3 separate regions of the Hordeum vulgare genome follow, and all the other regions are linked to region 1. The links are chromatin contacts, called in public Hi-C maps. All regions are on one chromosome and are shown on one strand. Each heading gives the region's core, a stretch centred on a gene start, on an enhancer-like site or on the middle of the called end of the contact. The rest is flanking DNA. Distances are from core to core; before and after follow the strand shown.

Region 1 (3,701 bases), core at 1,141-3,640:
CGTGTCTTTGGTCCTCAATATCTTCGAGCGCCGAACGAGGAAGACACACAAAATTTGACGGCATTTAACGAAAGAAGAGGTTGGCTTGGCATGCCAGGAAGCATAGATTGTATGCATTGGACTTGGAAAAATTGCCGAAAAGCATGGCAGGGAATGTATTGTGGCAAGTCTCATGATGCAACAATTGTGCTGGAGGCCGTAGCTTCACATGATTTACGGATTTGGCATTGCTTTTTTGGTATGCCGGGTACTCTAAATGATATCAATGTGTTGCAACGGCCTCATTTGCTTGCTAGACTTGCTAGTGGTGATGCTCCAGCTTGCAACTACACTACCAATGGGCATGAATACACAAAAGGATACTATCTTGCAGATGGTATATACCCTTCTTGGTGCATATTTGTGAAAAGCATCAAAGACCCCCAAAGTAGGAAAGAGTGTGAATTAGCAAGGGCACAAGAGGCAACCCGAAAATACATTGAAAGAGCATTTGGGGTTTTGCAATCTAGGTTTGCCATTGTTCGTGGTCCTGCTTAGTTTTGGGACAAACGATCCTTAGAAACATCATGACATTGCTGTGTTATTCTTCATAATATGATTCTCGAAGATGAGAGAGGCATGAACTTGGAGTTCTTCTATGACAATGTCGGCAGCCGTGTCAAACCAGCTAGAGACCCTAACCGAATCAGAGCTTTTCTTCAGACCTACAGGGAGATTGAAGAAGCAAACACCCACTATCAACTTTAGAAGGATCTCATTGAGCACCATTGGCAAAGGGATGGGGAATAGTAACATTCCATTTTTCCATCCATTTATCCATTCATTTTCATTTCATTCATTTGTGATTTGTGTACGAGACAAGTTTTGTATTCATGTGTGACATTCATTTAGTTTGCTATGGTGATTTGAATAATTATTGTACTTTGGATGATTACTGCATTTGTAATATTGACATTCTGCTTATTTTGCACATGATGAGTAATTCTGATTTACGGGGTATTCGGTTTGCGGATCGACAGGGTGGCGCCCGAGCAAACCCCGCATTGAAGACCCGCATAGTAGCATCTTCTGCAAATATGTTTTTATATGGGCCCGTTTTGGGGTGTCTGTCTCTCTCCGCACTCGCGTCGGCCCGCAAAACCCATTTTTCGCGAACTGTAAACGGCTTTTGCGGGTCCGCATTATACGGGGTGTGCTAGAGATGCTCTAACTATGCAGAGGTCAGATATATGCTTATAATGTTTTGTATCCTCTTGATATTTCATTCTAAACAAATAAAATCCACCATTTGTAAAAAGGCCATCTATGGCTGTTTTAGAGGCCAAATTTTATTTGCGTGAGTTGAGCAAAAAATCTAGAAAGATCCCATATTCGGGATACCTAATATAGTGTTCATTGATGACGTGTGAATTTTTTGTTACTGCTACGCATAGAGTTGATCTGATCTACTAGACATAAGTTTTCTTTATCTTATATTTGCTTTATCGAAAGTTCTCATCAACGATTTTGCTAGTACTGTGAAAGATCCGTCCGCAACTCACATGGATTGGCATCTCGTCGGCTCGTACTCCATCAAATGGTATCAGAGCAGAGGTTGCTCATACTTGCTGATCAAAATGTTAAACTCTGTGAACACGGAGAATGTCAAGATTGCTGCTGATTCTAAGTTGTGTGACCCATATACGTTAGATGATCTTCCTCAAAATATTTGAGATATGTTTCATCGCGAGGCCGACCTCCAGGTTGCACCACCACACTGTCATGTTGTTTCGTGCCTCCTTTGTACCCCTCACTGCTCCAACCACCATCACCATGCCTCTCAGTGTCGTGCCACTGACTTGCGGGCCCAATGCTGTTTCGAAAAAACAAGAAAAAAATATTAATGAGATTTTTTACAGGAACTGAGAAAAATAGGTGTTAGACAACTTTCCCTAAATTATACTTCAACTATTTTTGTTTACTCCACATATTAGAGTTGACTGAAGTCAAAAACTTCATAAACTTTGACCAAATCTATAGAAAATAATATAAATATTTACCATAGAAAGGTCCATATTATGTGAAAGTACATTTAATAATGAATTTAATGGTATTGATTTATTATTATACATGTTAATATTTTTGTCTATAAAACCAAATTTACGAAGCTAATATTTGAAGTAAATAAAAACGAAAGGAGTACGATCATCCAGTAAGACAACTTTTACTGAAAGTTTTCACAGTAGCTATTGAAGATCTTTTTTTAGAATTAAAGTAGCTATTGGAGTTGCTCTAAACAATGTCACACAAGTTTGGTAGCGCTTAATGGGCCGTCAAAGGCCCGATCTTAGCCCAGCGAATACCCCCATCCCGTCGTCTTCAACCTCCCCCCTCGGTGTGTTGCTTCTACAGAGTAGAGTAGCCAATCGCGGCCACGGACAAGGGAACTAGGGAAGGTATGGAGGCGGCGCCGGAGAGGGAGAGGGAGGGTAGGGGGGAGGAGTGGAGCGACGGCGGCGTGCCTCTGGGTTTCCGGGTGAAGGCGTGTTCCCGCGAGTCGTCGGGGCAGAAGGCCGCCAACGTGCTGGAGCCCGACCTCCGCTCCCACTGGTCCACCGCCACCAACACCAAGGAGTGGATCCTCCTCGAGCTCAACGAGCCGTGTCTCGTCTCCCACATCCGCATCTACAACAAGTCCGTCCTCGAATGGGAGGTCACCGCCGGGCTGCGCTACAAGCCCGAGGCCTTCGTCAAGGTCCGCCCGCGCGGCGAAGCTCCCAAGCGCGACATGGTGTACCCGGCCAACCACACCCCCTGCCGCTACGTCCGCATCTCTTGTCTGCGCGGAAGCCCCATTGCCATCTACTTCATCCAGCTCACCGGAATCCCTGTACCTGGCCTGGAACCTGAATTCCAACCTCTTGTCAGCCACTTGTTACCACAAATATCTTCTTCGCAGAAACAATCTCATTCGTCGCACAATATGCACCTCCAGGTAGCTCTGCTATATACATGTGTGTTCTACTTGCTCTATTTCTGGTTCTTGTCTTGCTAACGTATCTCCACCCTGCTGAATGAATTGTATTTTTGCAAATTAAATCTAGCTGCTCAAAGACATTGCAAGCAGGCTACCACCATTTCTGCCCCAGATTGAGGTAAAATTGGTCTTGCTCCTAGGCTATAAGCTAGCAGCAATTTGCTGTTTCCCCCATGCTCTCACATTGTCCACTTCAACGGGCTGACTGTCTGCTTATCATTCTGCAGGCTGACCTTAATAGCATCACAGACACCCCAGAGAGCAGTGTTCGTTTCCTGGCTCTGCTTGCTGGCCCATTTTATCCAATCCTCAGCCTTATAAACGAAAGGTGTGGCCCATTTCAAATATATGCTTAATTGCCTGCCTTCATCTCTAGTTTACATACATTATGTGCATGGGCACTACTATTTACGCCCTCGTGTGTGCACCCACCTGTGTGCGAGCAATGCCATTTGATTGATACATTCCCCCAAATTTACAGGGACGCTACAAAAACATCGATTTCCTCCACTGATTCAGACACCCTAAAGACTAGCCTGGCTTCTATTCCAACTGTTTCCTCAAACTTCGAGGCATGTAAATATTCTTTCTGCACACTTCTGTTTATCCTTTTATATAGCTTTTGCTATGTGCAATCGTAGTGTGCTACAGTAAGAACTATGAATGTTGAAAGCTTAATTACATG
Region 2 (3,441 bases), core at 27-2,526, 550 kb before region 1:
GGAATAGGAATATTCATCTACTCATCATACTCATATAGAAATAGTCATGTACTCATCTACATATAGGAATTGTCATCTACTCATCCACTCTTCTACATATTACTAAAAAATACTCATGGGAATCTACTCATCTTCAAAAAAAAATAGTCATGTACTCATTTCCTCATAAATCCACACCATCTATTCATAGGAATAGTCATATACCAAATCTACTCATCTAGGATTCATAAAATACCACTAACTCCTCATTTATATTTTAAATCCAGTCAAAACATGGCTCTCAAACAAACTAATACAAATCTGAAAATTTGCAATATTATTTGAATAGAAAGATGGAAAACGAAAGAAATTACTTTCTAGACCAATTTGGAGGATAAAACCACACAAGAAATCAATAGATCTAAAGGATTTGAAAGAGGGGATTGAGATGAGGAGATGAAGCAGCCGCTGCTGCTCTTTGTTGGGGAAAACGAGTGGGGAGGAGGTGGGCAAGGGGGCCGGCCCATGGCTGGATAACTCAAGGTGTGGCGCCTAAGAGCTCGACGCCACACTGTAGCGTGTGCAACGCCTGAGCCTTAGGCGTCACACTGTCGGGGGTGGAGCCTGCAGTGCCAGCGTGGATGGGGGTGTGACGCCAACGACTTAGACGTCATACGGTGTAGTGTGACGTTTACGCGTGGAGTGCCATACAAAAAGGTCAGCTCGACGGATTTTTTTCGAAAAGGGTTCAGTTTACGAGTTTTTTCAACCCAAGGATCAAATGGGATCAGATTTGTCAATTTTGCCGCATCGAGATCCACTGCACTGGTCGGCTGGAGCGTTGCGAGAAGAAGCTGCTACCATCTGAACCAAAACGAACGGCTAAACGGACGTAGTGAGCAACGTGTTAAGGAAAACGTTGCATTGCACGCATGCATGGATCCAAAGAAAGAATCAAAGAAGCGTTGTCGTTCGTCATCAATCAAGGAGACAAACAAGGAGCGTCGTCGACTATTTATCGTGGGGACGGAATCATGCAACGCCTGAGGCGAAGGCGAAAGCGAAAGCGAAGCCTCCCGTCGAGCCATCGGGCGCGCGAGGCCGCGAGGCGACAGCAGCGCCTTTCTGGGCCCCCGGCCGGCCGGCCGGCCGATCGAGCGCAAAGCTTCGCGTCCGGCCTCGGATCCCTCTCGCTGGCCGCTGCTGCCACGGTCGTCGTCTTCCCCGATCTGTTCTCATCCCCGAAGAGGTCACGCTCACGCAGCTTCGAATTCATTCGGTTTGTGGGCGACGGCGTACGGGACGGACGCAAAGGGACAAGCGAAACGAAAGCCCTGTGATGTTTACCGGGCTATATTCCTTCCTTTACTGTTCCGTGTCACGTCGCATCACGGCTTTTCCGCTCGTAATAATAGTATGATGGACCGATAGTGTTTTTACCGTGGACCACAATCCACACAACTGGTTATTACGTGCATAATCTTTGAAGTTTTTTTTAACACAGTACAGACGCAATCGTTTATATACATGTGCATACATTTATTTTTATAAACACATACACGCATATTTCATTTTATGGACATCTTAAAAAAATTAAACCAACATATCATCTTGAGAATTACAAAATCACCGCACACGTCTCGTCGTCGATGGAATAGTCTTTGAAATCAAGAGTGAAGATTGCAAGGTACGGTGTTTTGGGGAGTTGTGGCAGTGAGGGAACCCTTGAGCATTAATCCTATCTCCATCAATGATACGCGTCATTTCATAAGATTCTTTCTTGACATCATTGCATGTCATTTTGTGTAGTTCTTTTTCTTTTAGGCTGGTCATAGTGAAGAGTATCATATAATAGTATCATGCATATGATACTATTGTATGATATTACCTTCATAGTATATAGTATCATAAAGTAGTATTATAGATGACTTTATTTATTGACATGCATGACACATAATAGCATAACATTTAACATGTTATGGTATCTATTTATGTTACTTTAATCTTCTTTTTCTTTTTTAATTATCTGCCACATCAGCATGTTTGCTAGTCCCAAGTATATGATATTATCTTAGTTGTTCCCATTATGGCCAGCCTTAGATTTCCGCATAGCTTTGCCACTGCATCGTGCTGTGTCGCGTTGTCGGCCTGTTTTACCTCGCACAACCATTTGTCCGCATGTTACCTCATCGGAAAAATGTTATTGTTTTTGTTTTCATTTTTTCCCTTCACCTTATTTCCTTTTTTTGTTTGACATTTAAAAAAAAAACTGATTTTTAAAAATTGTTCTCATGTTCAAAATTTGATCACAATTTATATGTGAATATTCACGCTTCAAAAAACAATCAGGAATTACAAAACATGTCCTTGCTTTCAAAATATGTTCGTTTTTTCAAAAATGGTCGTGTTTCAAAAATTGTTATCCTATTCAAAAAGTGCATGATTTTCCGAAAAATGTTCTTTTTAAAGAAATTCTCTTTTTCTAAAATTTATCACAAATTGAAAACTTGTTCATATTTTATTAACCATTTCTGAAAATGTTGATAATTTAAAAATGTTCATGAATTTTAAAAAAGTGTACTTCATTTTCCTTAAAATCTTTGCCTTTTAATAAAATGTACGTAAGTTCAAAAAATGTCCATGTTTCAAAAAGTGTACATAAGTTGAAAAAAGTTCCTGCTTCAAAAATTGTCTTCTAATTTCAGAAAATGTTCCTTTTTTCATAAATTGGTCACAATTTTCAAAAAAATGTTCTTCTTTTCACATTTTTATAAAAAAATGTTCCTGTTTTACGAAAAATGTTTCTCTTTTTTCAAAATTTGTACAAAAACGGAAAACTTGTTCAAATTTTGTTCACCAATTGGAAAACAAATCATGATTTGAAAATGTTCGAGATTTTTACAAAATGTTATTCACTTTCTAAAAAATGTTCAACTTTCCAAAAAAATGTACAGAAGTTCAAAAAATGTTCGTGTTTCAAAAAGTGTAATTAGGTTTTAAAAAAGTTCCGCTTCAAAAATTGTTTAGAAATTTAAAAGAATGTTCTTTTTTTTCATAAATTGGTCACATTTTTCAAAAAAGTTCTTGTTTTCATATTTTTTTTAAAATGTTCCTCATTTACGAAAAATGATTCTCTTTTTAAAATGTGTTCACAAATTGAAAACTTGGTCAAATTTTGTTCAGTAATTCTAAAAATATTCATGATTTCATAATGTTCGGGAATTTTAAAAAAATACTTCATTTTCTAAAAAATGTTTGCCTTTTCAAAAAGTTCTTAAGTACAAGAAATGTTTGTGTTTCAAAAAGTGTACATAAGTTGAAAAAATGTTCCCATTTTTAAAATTGTTACAAATTTCGAAAAAAGTTCTTTTCTAAAGAAAATTGTTCTAAGTTGTTAAAATCCCCCTGTTTTCAGATTTGTTTGTGTTTTTATAAATTCTTCGGAAATTAAGAAAAAAAAAC
Region 3 (3,582 bases), core at 770-3,269, 950 kb before region 1:
TTCTAATTCAATGGATTAAAGTGGAGTTGTCGATGTTGGCGTTGTATTGGTGGAGTTGTGGTGTTGCTGGTTTGACGTTGTACTGGTGGAGTTGTGTGTTGCCGGCTTGACCATTCTTCTATGAAATAATGATACACCTTTCCTTGACGAATTCTATAAAAAATACATTCAAGAAAGATTATGATTAATTAAGCAACATGACAATGGGCATCTAGCCCAATCATGGGAAAGACTGGCACATATGCTTATGATTTGTGCTACTCATGGGTTGGATGAACCTTGGAAATGGTATGTTTTTATATATTTTTTGCAACATTTTTTTGGTGTTTCAGAAATTCCTATTCAGGTCATATACTTCAATGTTTAGCTTTTATGCTGACGACAATAGTCGAATCTAGTCCATTTAATGGTCCATGGCAGCAACGCCGGCCTCAGCCTTCGCTTCGCCTCCATGTTGTTTGTCTCCTCTACTCGACATTTGACCATAGGCAGAAAAGCTTTGCAGTGTCCATCGTATCCATGGACACTGCAAAGCCTTTATGGTCACCGCCCGTGCGTTTGCTGCCACCATGTCCCTGCAACACCCTCTACACCACCGTTGTTGGAAATTGTTGTATTCGTTGCGAGCGGACGGCTCCCAATGCTGCGAGGGGCGGTGACCAACCGGGGGCAAGGGGGGCATGACCGCCTGCGTGAGTGCCGGCTCTACTGCGACTTGAGCTAACACCGATGTTGCAGTCGATGCTACAGGGGCATGCTCGGTGCGGTGAGGTGGGGACGCGGTTGCCCTTGTGATGACGACGACATCGGGTGCTATGAGCGACGGCGCATAACACATATCTCGCCGGCGGCGAAGCTGAAATGCAATGGGGGTGCTTGTCGACGATGGAGATGCATTGTAACACATGAGGTGCTCCGACCTGCGAAACCTGCCGGCGATGAGGCTGCAATGCAACACCCGAGGTGCTGCGACTAGCGGAACTCGATGACGTTGGGGCTGCTGTGGCTTGCAATGTAACCCAAGGTGCTGCAACCGGCAGAACTCGCCGGTGGCGGGGATGCAATGCATCACCCGAGGTGATGCGACCTGCGGAACTCCTCGATGAGGATCTGCAATGAAACACCGTGAGGTGTTGCGATCATGGATCTACCCAGTGGCGGAGTTGCAATATAGCATGCGGAGTGTTGCGACCCACGGATCTCACCATCGGCGGAGCTGCGATGCAACACAACGCTCAAGGTGTTGAGACCATGAATATTGCCGACGACGGAGCGGCAACTACGAGCCGGGGCGGTGAAAAATTGTCAGAATCGCGATTCAAGTCTTAGAATCTTACGATATTACGATCCAAATTAGCCCCTTCGATTCTACGATTTTGCTCGTAGAATCTAAGTTTCTATGATCCTGATAGTTATGATTCTACGATTCACGATCCTAGCAAGGGAGCTCCAATCCGATTGAGAATCTGGTGATATTTTCAACGATGACACGAGCGCTCGGTTTGTTGTGGCCAGTGGAGAACGAAGCAAGATGATATCTAGAACGGGATCATGTTGACTCATCCAACGGCCTAAAAGAATGTATCCGACGGTTTATAACCCGGCTGTAGCAGCGGTCCTTTTTTAAGGGCAATCGTGATACAAATAAATTAACAAAAGTCACCCGCAAGTAGAAAATGAACATGTCTTTTCTATCACTTTCGTCTCTGCCGTCATGTGGGGCCAAACGGCACCAAAAGTCCGACCACCATCTCGTCACCTCATCCGGTTCTGCCGTTTTGCCGGTTCTGGTGCAAGGCCTAGACACCGTTTTCTCTCTCCGTCGATCTACGCCGCTCACCAGGAATCCAACGGCCCAGAACTCGGCAACCTCCTTGGTAGGGTTACGGCATCTCCTCGCTGCTCAGTCTCACACGGCAGACGAACCTACGCCGCCCATCCTGCCATCGACGGTCCGGACCCTGGCCACGTTCCTTCCTCGGACGTGGCCACTCGGGTCGCCCTGCCCCCTGCGCACGAGCCGCGCCGCCGTCACACCCCGACTCGATAAACCCTTCCGCGCTGTGCCTCCGCGGTTCTCCCCTTCTTCCTCCTCCCGCTCTCACCCGCTACACCCCCGCCGCTCAAAACCCTAACCCTAGATCGTGAGGGCCCGCTGACATGGCCAGCAAGTTCGGGCTCGCCGGCGGAATCCCGGAGCGGCGGGTGCGGCCGATCTGGGACGCCGTCGACTCGCGACAGTACAAGGCCGCGCTCAAGCTCTGCACCTCGCTCCTCGCCAAGCACCCCACCTCACCCTACGCCCTCGTGAGTTCCCTCGGTCCTCCTCATCTCCATTTTTCTCTAGTTCCCGTCGTGGACTGGTGAATCTGGCTTGGAAAATGGGTGTGGTTTGTTTCGATGCTTATATTTGGAGCGTCCTGTGTTTTCTAATCAAACGGATCGACGGACCAGCTGCATCGATAGAAGCTAGATGGCTTGTGGTGCATTGTGCTGAATTGCCTGCTAGTTCTAGCTCATAATAACTTGCTTGAGCTGTTGGTACCGATTTAAAGACTCTTAGGCCACCTATGACTAGCTGGGTGCATTTTTTTTTGACTATGACTGGGTGCATAAATTCAATAGGAGGCTTCTTATTGAGTGGTGTGGCAGTAAGAGCTTGTGGCAATCCTAGGAAACAGACTGCTCAGACTAACGCGGGGGAACTACTGGCATTCTGAAGCCTCTCCCATTAAGCTGAGTCGTCTAATTCACAGTGGATTTATTTGAAGGCACCCAATTCCTCTCCCTGGCAAAAGTTTGCTAGATTGCTGCGTATCAAGTCGGATGGGAGGGGAGAGGATATGGTGGGAATGATGTGATACATAGAAGTAATTGAGTATTGTGGACTGATGGAACTCATGTTGAAGCTTGAGAGGTAGGGGACCAAGATATTTTGTTAAGAGAACTATAGGGGGTCCTATTCCAGATGAATACTTGCTTACTCATAAGTATCAACTAGCATGTCATTTAGTTTAAACTCTTCTGTTCGCTTTTCTCAAGCTTAGCCCCAGAAGCGAAGCCAATGCCTTAGTTCCTGCAGGTGGCAAGATGCTAACTCTTGAGCTGTGGTAGCAAATCAATTAGTTCAGAAACTTAAGAATAGACACTATCTGTACTTTATGACTTAATGCTATTAAAGTTAGGATACTAAGCTCTTCCTTAGACATTTAGGAACGTATTGTCTATAGAGCTGTCTCAAATCAGTCTAGAGCTTGAAAATCCTACATGCTATATTTGTTTTGTGTGACCGTAGCACGACCTTGATGTATTCCTTTCTATCTGTTGAAGATCTTGTAACAGAGCCACCGTTTTTAGTCAACATGATCAACTCAGTTTTGATCAGAACTAATGGCTTTATGTTGGCTGTATTTAGAATGCAATTAAATGACACTGTTTAATTATCTAATTTCAGGCTCTCAAGGCTCTTACTTTGGAAAGGATGGGAAAGCCTGATGAAGCACTGACTGTCTGTTTGAATGCCAAGGAGCTATTGTACTCGAATAACATTTTCCATTTTGACGATCTCACCCTTAGCACACT

The links. Hi-C and Micro-C count contacts between places; a contact is called where the count stands out from the background.
Region 2: a Hi-C map of leaf shows a contact between it and region 1, with 6 times the contacts expected there. The contact joins the enhancer-like site here to the promoter of LOC123437194 in region 1. A contact is called at or near these places in 4 of 6 Hi-C or Micro-C datasets (leaf and seedling) and 1 of 1 datasets of contacts at active chromatin or transcription factors (embryo).
Region 3: a Hi-C map of leaf shows a contact between it and region 1, with 3 times the contacts expected there. The contact joins the promoter of LOC123437262 here to the promoter of LOC123437194 in region 1. A contact is called at or near these places in 4 of 6 Hi-C or Micro-C datasets (leaf and seedling).

What each region holds. Positions count from the first base shown.
Region 1 is chr1H:360,829,122-360,832,822 of MorexV3_pseudomolecules_assembly, reverse strand. It overlaps LOC123437194, which reads left to right and starts at 2,390. Exons shown (of 23, transcript XM_045115691.1): 1 at 2,390-2,974; 2 at 3,084-3,134; 3 at 3,244-3,344; 4 at 3,498-3,588. The coding sequence starts at 2,438.
Region 2 is chr1H:361,378,391-361,381,831 of MorexV3_pseudomolecules_assembly, reverse strand. No RefSeq gene overlaps it. Among protein-coding and RNA genes, the nearest start is that of LOC123411038, 150 kb to the right of the region's middle. Within about 2 kb of position 1,276, at least 2 of the 3 cell types and tissues checked have open chromatin away from gene starts, as enhancers often do. A contact at or near this core is called in leaf, where this site is marked.
Region 3 is chr1H:361,774,879-361,778,460 of MorexV3_pseudomolecules_assembly, reverse strand. It overlaps LOC123437262 (N-terminal acetyltransferase B complex auxiliary subunit NAA25), which reads left to right and starts at 2,019. Exons shown (of 19, transcript XM_045115697.1): 1 at 2,019-2,307; 2 at 3,455-3,582. The coding sequence starts at 2,161.